Regions from separate parts of the Triticum aestivum genome. Here region 2 is linked to region 1. Evidence: chromatin contacts called from public Hi-C data. All regions are on one chromosome and are shown on one strand. Each heading gives the region's core, a stretch centred on a gene start, on an enhancer-like site or on the middle of the called end of the contact. The rest is flanking DNA. Distances are from core to core; before and after follow the strand shown. Region 1 holds the start of LOC123112019 (alanine aminotransferase 2). Region 2 holds the start of LOC123112022.

The links. Hi-C and Micro-C count contacts between places; a contact is called where the count stands out from the background.
Region 2: a contact with region 1 is called in a Hi-C map of leaf, with 4 times the contacts expected there. The contact joins the promoter of LOC123112022 here to the promoter of LOC123112019 in region 1. A contact is called at or near these places in 2 of 5 Hi-C or Micro-C datasets (both in leaf).

Annotation. Positions count from the first base shown.
Region 1 is chr5B:390,714,262-390,719,325 of IWGSC CS RefSeq v2.1, forward strand. LOC123112019 (alanine aminotransferase 2) reads right to left here and starts at 2,506. Exons shown (of 15, transcript XM_044532919.1): 1 at 2,217-2,506; 2 at 2,053-2,103; 3 at 1,590-1,640; 4 at 1,443-1,508; 5 at 1,291-1,352; 6 at 1,001-1,079; 7 at 663-767; 8 at 458-568; 9 at 143-280; 10 at 1-18. The coding sequence starts at 2,267.
Region 2 is chr5B:390,860,921-390,865,984 of IWGSC CS RefSeq v2.1, forward strand. It overlaps LOC123112022, which reads left to right and starts at 3,007. Exons shown (of 3, transcript XM_044532921.1): 1 at 3,007-3,282; 2 at 4,617-4,818; 3 at 4,982-5,064. The coding sequence starts at 4,666. It overlaps LOC123112020 (a long non-coding RNA gene), which reads right to left and starts at 1,852. Exons shown (of 10, transcript XR_006455020.1): 1 at 838-1,852; 2 at 1-338.

The sequences.
Region 1 (5,064 bases), core at 1,256-3,755:
GTTGGTGATAGACAGTACCTACAGCAGAGCTTGCAGATGTTGAGTTTCAGCATTAATTTAGGGAACCTTCTAGATTTTTTGTTTTGTTTTATCCCATTCACATTTATGGTATTGCAAGGTACATAAATATCTGTTTGCGTGCCTGTCCCGTCGGATTTCCGGGGTTTATGATCACCATAGCCCGAACAGTCAAACCTGCGATGCGTGCCTCCTCCAAGCACCTCTTTACTTCGAAGATCTCAAGCCCCCAATCACCGTCCTCACTAAGATTGTATGGTACCTACAAACCAAATTTAGTAACTTGGTCGTTTCTTGCATGTAATAAAATGAGCAGTCCTTTACACTTTTTAAGTAAAAAATGTCAGGAATCTGATCTATAGGTTTGAGATGCAATGAAAAAAAAAGTACTGAAGAATTGCGACCGCTGATCAATTATTTCATAAAGCTAGCACCATACCATAGTCCCACCATGAAGTATAATGGACGCCGAGTATAACGGATATTCAGGTAAAGGGCATAGAATGCCATCTTCTTGGGACCTAATGAGTATCTGCATACTCAAATTAATCTGGAAGGAAGAAATGAAAAATGCAGCCCAATTTAGCATATCGAGATAGACGAAATGCATTGATGTGATCGAGCTGTTGAATGTAAAGTATTACGGCTGAACTCGCTCCATCTGTCAGAAAGATGTCCTCTGGTCTTGATGGAAAACCATCTCTTGCAGCGATTCCATTTGCAACTGCTTCCCGCAAACTTCTGATTCCCTGATCATGTTAGAGGAGTTTACAACAACGAGGTGCAGAATAATAGTATGGGAAAAATATTATCATCGTCGGACAAGACGACAACACCAAGGCCAGGGCACTGGTCCTACTAAGTGGTGATCTCTTTCTGAGTGCTGGTGCACTAATGCGGCATCGCCTCAAAAGTCGAAACATCAGACGACTCTAGTTTATGCAGCTGATTGTAAGATTATCTTGGTATTCCAATGTAATACCTGACTGTTAGTATATGCACCAGAGTTTCTGCCGGGCATGGACTCAATAATCTTCCGCGCTCTATTTATGGCACATGGGCTGTAATAGCAGGTTGAAACAACACTGGTCAGGTTTCGACGAATCAAATCGTCACAGCAAGATGGTGCATGATACTAGCAACTTTTGTGCTAGAACTGACAGCAAACTCATCAATGGCTGAAGAATTTGCTTTTCTTTTGAACAGAAAATTGTGAGAGGTGGGTAAACAGACTCTGAGCTAGTAGTACAGTATTATTTAAGCCCAACAAACCTGAATAGCATACGAGTTTCATCCCTGTGCAGGAGAGCTGGATTGTCACACAGAGAAAGAACCTGAAGGCAGATGATGATATTTGAGGCATAAGACAGCAATGCCTCCCAGATTAAGTTTTTTTTTTGGAGAGTGTGATTAAGGGTTATAACCTCACGGAAGAAGGTTATGGGTCGCTGGCCGAGAGCCTGGGGGTTCCCAAGGTTGCAGTATGTTATCTGCAAGGAAGCAACTCATCATCATCGATTAGTGATTTTGGCCAGGATTGAACATAAGTATATATGTAAACAAAGACGCACCTCTGGAAAAGGGCGAGAACCTGGGCTCTTCTCCATCTCCTGCGCCAACCGCTGGATAACACGAAAACCGGCATATGCCGATAGGAAACTTGTACGGTCAAACCAGTGTTTTTGCAGATTTATTATGGGCCAGGAATGCCAGATGATACCAAAGATCAAAGTTGGATGCATCATCTGAACTGGCTGTAGTGCAAAATGCAGTCTAGCACTTAGTTTCAGTTTACAGAAGTCATTTCTTTAGTTGGCTTGTGCGCTACTTTAGTTTCAGTTTACAGCAGTCATTTCTTTAGTTAGCTTGTGCACTCGGGTACTACTATGTCAGAGGTAACCCACTGGCCACTGCCACTGGCTGTGTCGATAGACAGACAGTCTGACTGGACTGCGACACATACATACATACATACATACATACATGGACAGATGAACGGCGGGGGGTGAGCGCAGGCAGCACTGTTGCTGTTACCTCTGCGTGCCTGGCGATCTCCCCGCAGGGCTCGTAGTCGAAGATCTTCACCTGCGAGTGAGGAAGAAAGAAAAACATGGAGAACCGAGTCAGGTTTGGCGTACGTGAAGAAGGGCAAGCACCAGGAGCAGGGGGGGAGGCGTCCGTCAGGTACGGTACGGTACCTTGGGGTTTATGGTCTCGGCGGTGATGGAGGCGGTCTTGTTGTACGACATGGCGCGGGGCGGCGCCGGCGAGGAGAGAGCGCGCGCGGGCGGGGAAGGAAGGAGGAGAGCTTGGCTAAGGTGGCGCAGAGGAGAGGGGAGGGGAGGATGCAGAGAGTGAGTGATTGTGCCGTGCTGGGTGGCAGAGGCCGCCGGGTCAAGGGGTACGGGGGAGCTTAGGCGGTGGCGGTGGGCACTGCTTGGCAGGCCGCGGCTGCCACGTCTAGCGTGGGAACAAGCCTCTGAGTCTGGACCTTCGGCGGCGTGTAAGCAAAGCCGAGAGAGCTGCCCCTGCCGCGCGTCCGTCCGACCTGTGGGGTTCGGCCGGCATGGTTTTCTCAAGCAGTATTGCGACAGTGGTAGTATGGCGCTTCACGGGCGTGTGTGCAAGATCCACTCACCCCACACCAAATTTTCTTTGGCCAGTACTACGCGCGGGCGCGCCGGCCGAAATACTCGGCCGGTCGCATGCTAGCCACTAGATTAGATTATTATGCGCCGTTTGATTGAGGCTAGACCGGCGGACGCGCAAACATCTCTTTCTCTGTCCTACGTTTTCACCTCACACATATGATGCTAGCTGGTGGCGCATGCGCGCGGATGCCAGGTCGCGAGGTCCGCGGCGAGTGCCGACCTGCTAGCAACACGTCACCTCGCCGTTGTCAGCGACGTAGAGCGCCTCTTGCCGCAGACCCTTTGTGTCGCCCCCATCAACGGCCGGCTCGCGGACAACATTGGACAACATCTCGCCGCGTGCAGCACCTCGGTGGTCCGCCGTTCAGCGTCGCCACCGGCCGGCGTTGTAGCGCACAGGTCGCAGCACCTCCGTGCTCCGCCACACAGCCCCGTCGTCGCCGCTCGCCATTGTCAGCTTCCTGTCTTTGGTTGAAGCTTTTTCAAAAGCTAGTTGTAACTTTCTCGTCGCCGGTTGTAGCTTCTTGTGGTGCGCGATGGCCGATCCTTAGCTTTCCTGTCTTTGATTGAAGCTTTTCCAGAAGTCGGTTGTAACTTTCTTGTCGCCAGTTGCAGCTTTTCGTGGTGTGCGATGGCCGGCCCTCAGCTTCCCCGTCTTTGATTGAAGCTTTCCTAGAAACCAATTGTAGCATTTTGTGATGCTGGTTGCAGCTCTTTCACTCGCCGGTCGCTACCCTTACTTCCTCTGGTACCAGCAAAAAATGGCGACGGTAGTAGCATTTTGCGCAGCTGGTTGAAGCTCCGCTACGCGCCGGTCACAACACCTACTTTCTCTGTTCCAGCAAAAAATGCTGTTGGCTGTAGCAATTGGCACACTGGTTGCAGCTCCGCCACATGCCGGTCGTAGCTCCTCTGTAGCCAGTTGCAGCACCCTGTGCATTGAGTCTACTCGCAGCTCCGACGGCCGGCCTTCCAGCACCACACGGCCGCCTTTGCAGCAAAAATAGGGAAAAAGCAGCGTCGCCGTTGACCGCTGGCAAAGAAGGTGGAGGTTGATGGGTGACAGGTTGCAGCCATTGCCGACGGCCGGTGATGTCGTGGAGCTCTAAAGTGGAAATAGGGGAAGGAAGGGGATGGTTCGCTCGGGCCGTGTGGAGCCGCAGGCCGGCTTGACGGTGTGGAGTCAGGGAAGAGAGAGTTCGTGGAGACAGATGAGTCAAGACGAGGAGGCGGCAGCACTCTGGCGAATAGAGAGAAAAATAAGACTGGGAAAAGTCGTCGTGGAGAACGAATGAGTGGGCTCACACCCTTCGCGTTGGGATAAGAAAGATTGCAACGGAAAAAACAGCGTTGTGTGTGGCCCGCATGGAAAGCTGCGTCTGTGAGCGGATAACCTTTCACAAGAAAGGTGAAAAACGGGCCGCAGGATTCAGCCCGATCGAGCGGCGCGTGCAGGACCGGCCGAAGCTTCGGCCAGTGCGCCGTTTGCAAACGTTTTCCATTTTCTTTCTTCTATTCTACCGTAAAAAGAGGCTGGGGACATCGAGTTTATAGTCTCCTCGTATGAACAGTAAAATTCAAAAAAAAATGGTAAATACAATTGTAAAACCTGTTTTTTTTGATACAGTAGGATGCCTGTGCTAACCCACAAGAAAATGCATGTTTTCTTGACAAAGAGTGGATTTTATTGGCTTAAAATGAAGCATCAAAAGGACATACATAACACAACATAATAAGGGCGCACACAACCGACCCAATCCACATGTGAAAACACACTGGCAACTAGCAAGGTCATAAGGCAAAAATTATGCGTAGACGAGGAAAAAAGAAGAAAAAAACCCAAAGCGATCAGATCATCAATGAACAAACTAGAACTGAGACCATAGCGGCACTAACCATAAACACCACATGGATGACAATGATCTTCGACAACAATGCCTTCAGGGAGGGAGGGACATTCAAGTGTCGCCGTCACCGAATCTAATCACAAAGGCCAGAATCAAAGTTTTCACCCTGAAGAATCAGTCTAAGCATATTCGAACAATGCCTCCAACAAGGTAACGGCATAAAAAATGTCGCCATTGCCAGGTATAACCACTCAGGTCTAACCAGGCTTTCGCCTCGGAGCTCGAGATAGGGTGCTCGCAGCACATCGAAATAACAGTGTTGTCACCACCGCTTTTCCGCAATCCCAACATCTACAATTGGACTGCCGCCACTCCATAACCATCTCTCCGCGTTAAGTCGCCGTTCATAATTTTTGTCTACAACTGAAGTCATCCACCAGATCAAGAAATAAAACCTCCCAAAGTCTTTTCGATGATCTCGATGTGGTTCTGTAGGAAGTCACTGCAAAACAATCTACTAACACCACCATCGAACCGATCAGATCAAA
Region 2 (5,064 bases), core at 1,757-4,256, 150 kb after region 1:
CTTGGAACGGGCGTGACATCAGCCAGCAAACCTGAGGAGTGGCCACGGCTGGGGGGCAAAGATCCAACGAACGGGGAGAGGTGGACCCATGGGATCCAGATCTGCTCCTAGCCGGGGACGCCTCACCTGGAGCGCTTATCCCATTTGAGGTGGATGTGGGAATTGCAGCGAGTAGCTGGGAGTTGGGCGGTGGTCGGACTTAGGTCTCTTCCGTAACCTGTACTTATTTGGCGGCCACTGACCGGATTCCTGCCTGTCGCTGGCAAGCTGAAGGTCGGGTTGCCACCAGCAAGGAGACACGAGCAGCAAGGGCCTCGCTTCTGATCGGTCCTTCATGGCTGCTTACAAAGGCAGAGCTTCACGTCAAAATTACTTAGTACTAAATTGACAGGATAATAAATAAAGAACTTGTAACTCATGTCGAGAAGGATTACATACCATGTTGATTCAGTTCCATAGAACTATGATTAGCATCAGTGCAAATTCTTTTACATGATAGTGCAACAAATTCATGTACTGAAAAACGACCCTCAACCAAACAGACAATGTGACTATTTGCATACATTAAAACAAATGTTTTTGCTTGTTGATATCAGGTTATGCTCAGGGTCAAGACTTCAAGCAAGTACAACTAACTGATGTTGTTTAATCCTAAAAAAATAACTGATGTTGTTCAATCCCTACTATATCAGACAGGACACAAATGGTAGTGCCGTATACAAATGTATCTATCTGCTGCAGTATAAGTATGAACAGAGAAAATGAAAGAAGCACGCCTATTCTTTATATGCAGAAGGAGTACTATGCTTGAAAATGAGAGTTAGTGGTGATATTTACCTGATTGGAAATTTAGAGCTTTCCATATAGCAATTGAGATAGATGAGAGGAGCAGCACGGCCTCATCCATCTCTTCCTTGGTGGATCTGAGTTGCACAAAATTCAGAATAGATAAAAGAGCAGCACGGCCTACTGCTGTTTGTTTATCACGGCTGGATCTCATCTGCAGAAAATTCAGATAGGAGGAAAAGACCAGCACAGTCTACTACTATTTGTTCATCACGGCTGGGTCTCATCTGCATCCACACGGACTGGCCATCGAATGCCTACCTCCGCTCCCGTGAAGTGCAGCCATGGCGAGCCACCACCGGTCGCCTCCTCCGGCCTTCCGACAAGGCCAACGCCTCCACCAGCCGCCTCGAAGTCTCCACAGCCCGTCCCTCCCCTAATCCTTCGTCCGCCGGACTCGACAGAGCGACGCTCAGCACTCGAAAGCAACAACAACTTGCCTAAGGCTGCGTCTCCAACCGCCCGCAGCCGCAGCCTCGCATGGTGCCCAAGCGCTCGATATTCGCGGTGAGCAACAGAATCCCCGCCGCCACTCCCTTTCGCTTCTCTCTGCCATCTCCCTTTAAATCTCGCCCCGCCATCTTCCCCTGCAGGAGCTCACCGAGCAACCATGGCACCACCCCGAACTCTGGATCCGGCGCTGCCCAACCTCGTCGGCCTTCCGCGCGCCTCTCTGACCCTCCTCTGCCTGTATCCGTCCGTTGGCAGCCGCCTGTCGCCGTTCTCCACGGTGGGAGGCAGGAGGCGGCCGGCGGAGCACGGTGAGATGGGGCGGCGCAGGAGGCGGCCGGCGGAGCGTGGCGAGGCAGGGTGGCGCAGGAGGCCGGCGGCGGAGCGAGGCGAGGCAAGGCAGGAGGCAGGCGGCGGAGGACGGTGAGGCGGGGCGGCGCCAGATCGGTGGGGCGGAAGGAGGAGGCCGGGCGAAGGCGGGGAAGGAGGAGAGGGAGGCGCTAGTGGGGGGAGGAGGAGGCGCAAGCGGGAGAGGAGCCGGCCGGAGGGGTGGAAGGAGGAGGCGGCTAGGTCTAAGCGCCCCCCTTTTATACCCCCACCACGCGAAATTACCAAAATACCCTGGTGGGGGCATGGTATTTACATTATGTTTCCATTACTATTCATTCCAGCAGTGTTTCTTCCAGACCCAACGGCCCAGATCCTCCCACCTCTCGATCCAACGGACGAGAACGCATCAAGAGAACGCATCCAACGGCTGAAAGTCACTGAGCTCTGAGGAGGCTCTGTGATCCATCCTTCTCTTATTTCTGGATCCACAACTCTCTTTTTCTTCCTCTTGCATCCTGTTTGTGGATTTAGCTGGTGGATGCATCTACAATTTGTGGATTCATTCTTCCATTGTTTCAATTATTGATTGTTGATGTTATCCATCCGGGGATTTATGTATTTATAGTAAGTGAAGCTCCGACGTCCACACATACAGCCTGAGAAAAGTGAGAAGTGTATTCACCGGTAAACTGCATCATCATGTTTTCATTTCACAACAGTCAACCAAAGCCATCTGATGTTGCTCTTTTACTTGGTATAAATATATTTTTCTCCATTGCGGTCACCAAAACGAGCAGCTAGCTATTGGTATCACGGTGATTAAAGGTAAATTTATCATTATGGCCCAGTTCTAATTATACAAATATTATTTAACATGTATTGGGTTCTAATGTAGAGCTTTTTTGAGTGTTCTTGACTCATCTGATGCTAGGAACGTGTTGTGCTAAGGAGCGACTTGCCTGGGAAGACAGCACAGAAGCATCTGATGCATATTGTACTACTTGTGTGCATTGTGGGCGCCAAGGAAAGGAATGTAGCTTGCAAGTTCCATGCATAGTCAGCGATAGTACACACGGGCTCGCGCGCTCCCGTTTTATGGACCAATGGTCGGCTTGCATGTGTTGACAACATTTATTGGTGCTTGAAATACAGACGGCATACGAAAACGTATACATAATAAAATACTACGCAGGGCGACGGAGCCGTGTGGTGGCGTTAGCACGGTTGGCATCCTGTGCCGTGGGGACAGAACGATGCGGCATACATGTACCGACACGTTGTGGGGAAACGCCGTCGTCAAATGGATAAACCTATGCTGGGCGGCATCATGAGATCGAGACTCGTATGGGGAGCTAAACCCGACTAGGTGGGATAGGCGACGGTGGGTTCTGTCTTGGTTCTGTCCCATCTACTGTCCTCGCCGTTCCCCTCTCAATTCTCTCTCCGCACGGCGGCACGGAGAGAAATCCTTAGTGATTCGGCGGGAGCGTCGCCGGGGCCCGGCGACGACGACGAATGGCTGCGACGCGGACCGGTGAAGAGAGAACTGCATCGGGAGGAGGCGGACACCAGCAAGTCGACCGGGGAAGAACGACTTGCGCGTGAGCCGTTGGTTGCGCGCGGCGGCGAGGTTCTCTGCTACATCTACGACCAGAGGTAAGTCCCGGCGCCTTGGCCTCCATAATTTCATCATCTCTAACGGCGACGAAGGGGGGATGAGGTGGATGTGGATCAGGAAAACTGAAGCAAATCGGGTGATGTAAAATCACGAGCTGGTCATGCAAAACAGAGAGAGGCACAACTGCCTCGCGCACCAAAATTTTGCTATCCAGACGCACATTTGTTTCACGAGTTTTTTGGTGGGGACAACACGACGGAGGGCTAGCTACTAGCAGCCATGACAAATCCAACTCTCCTTTGCGATGGGTTTCAGAGATGCATCATAGTCAAGGGGAAGCGGGCTAGTGTTTCACTTCACGAACGGAACAGTCAAGCAAATGTGCATGTATGTTTGCATCAGCTTTTAGAAAATAAAATCCCAGATGTTCAGGGAGTAGACAACAAAATTAGATTAGTTTATTTTGTAGGCAACACAAAGAGTGATAAGTAGGCAAAAATACTGGATATAATTTCGGCATCTGTGCTGCTTCAGTAGGCAATGCTGTAACATTCGTGTTCATCTAGCTATTTATCAGCAACTGTTTTCTTCAGTAGGCAACATTTTTTTTCAGTGGGCAATACTGTAATATCTCTGCTCAAATAGCTATTCTCAGCATCTATTTTTCTTCAGTAGGCAACATAATTAGGGGTAGGGGGCAGGTAATATATGTGTCCGAGCAAGCAACACTGTAATAATCTGCATTCATGTTGGTAGTTATATGTTCAGCATCTGTTGCTTCAGTAGGCAATATATGTTTTTCCAGTAGGCAATATTTGTATTGGAAGCTGTGTTTAGTAGGTAATATATGTTCAGCAGGCAATAGTGTAACAATCTGTGTTTCATATTGGGTGGCTATTTTCAGCATATGTTTTTATGCAATAGAGGAGGCTTTCTATTCAGGCAGAAAAATAGAGGGAGTCTACAAGCAGGCACTAGTGTGCAATTTTCAGGGGCAAAAAACAACCGTAGATATGAATTACGCAGTAAAAGAGGATGTTTTCCTAATGGCGGCACGATAAGGGGGGAGATGACAAGAGGGTTCTATCTGTTGTTATCCAGTGGGGTAGGCGGCATATAAGCAACTAGGAGTTGCATAAACTGCCATGTTTTTTATGTGTTGCATTTTGTGCTGCACACGCGTTTGATTTGCAAACTGGTGGCCTTTTATATTCTAGATGGGGTTGCATAACAAAAAGGCACCCTTTACACAGAAAGTATAAGATTATTTGCACGTGAATTTGTCCTTTTTGATAAGGTTTCTACACGCGAGCTACCCTGATCATGGTTTCTCTCTTTCTCTTACACGGACTCATTTTCTATTTCGCTCCAGCGTTGGGGGCAGAGAGAGCACGCCACCGACGGTTGGGGGCAGCAAGACCATGTCGCTGGCCCAGCTGCTCCCGAATCTGCTCGACACAGCGATCGAGTCCAGTATTGGCGCGGTAGGGCAGGACGTATTGGCACTTGTCGGCAGCAGATTCGGGGCAGTCAACAGGCAGGGACGACCCTCAGGCACCAGCATGGACAAAGAGGTGATTTTGCATTCAAAATTTGTAACTATGTTCGCAACGATTGCTGCTTAGCATATAAAAAGTCTGAAAAATGTGTAGACACTAACGGAACATGTCATCCTGTGCAATGCCTTTGCTAAATGTAATGAATTGCATATCTAACGAGCAGGTTTCGTGTTGGCAGGCACCTACAGAGCAACCCCCCTGTGTTGGTACAGTGTGCACGTTGGAGAAGACAATCAAGGAATATGCAGAGAAAAAGACTGA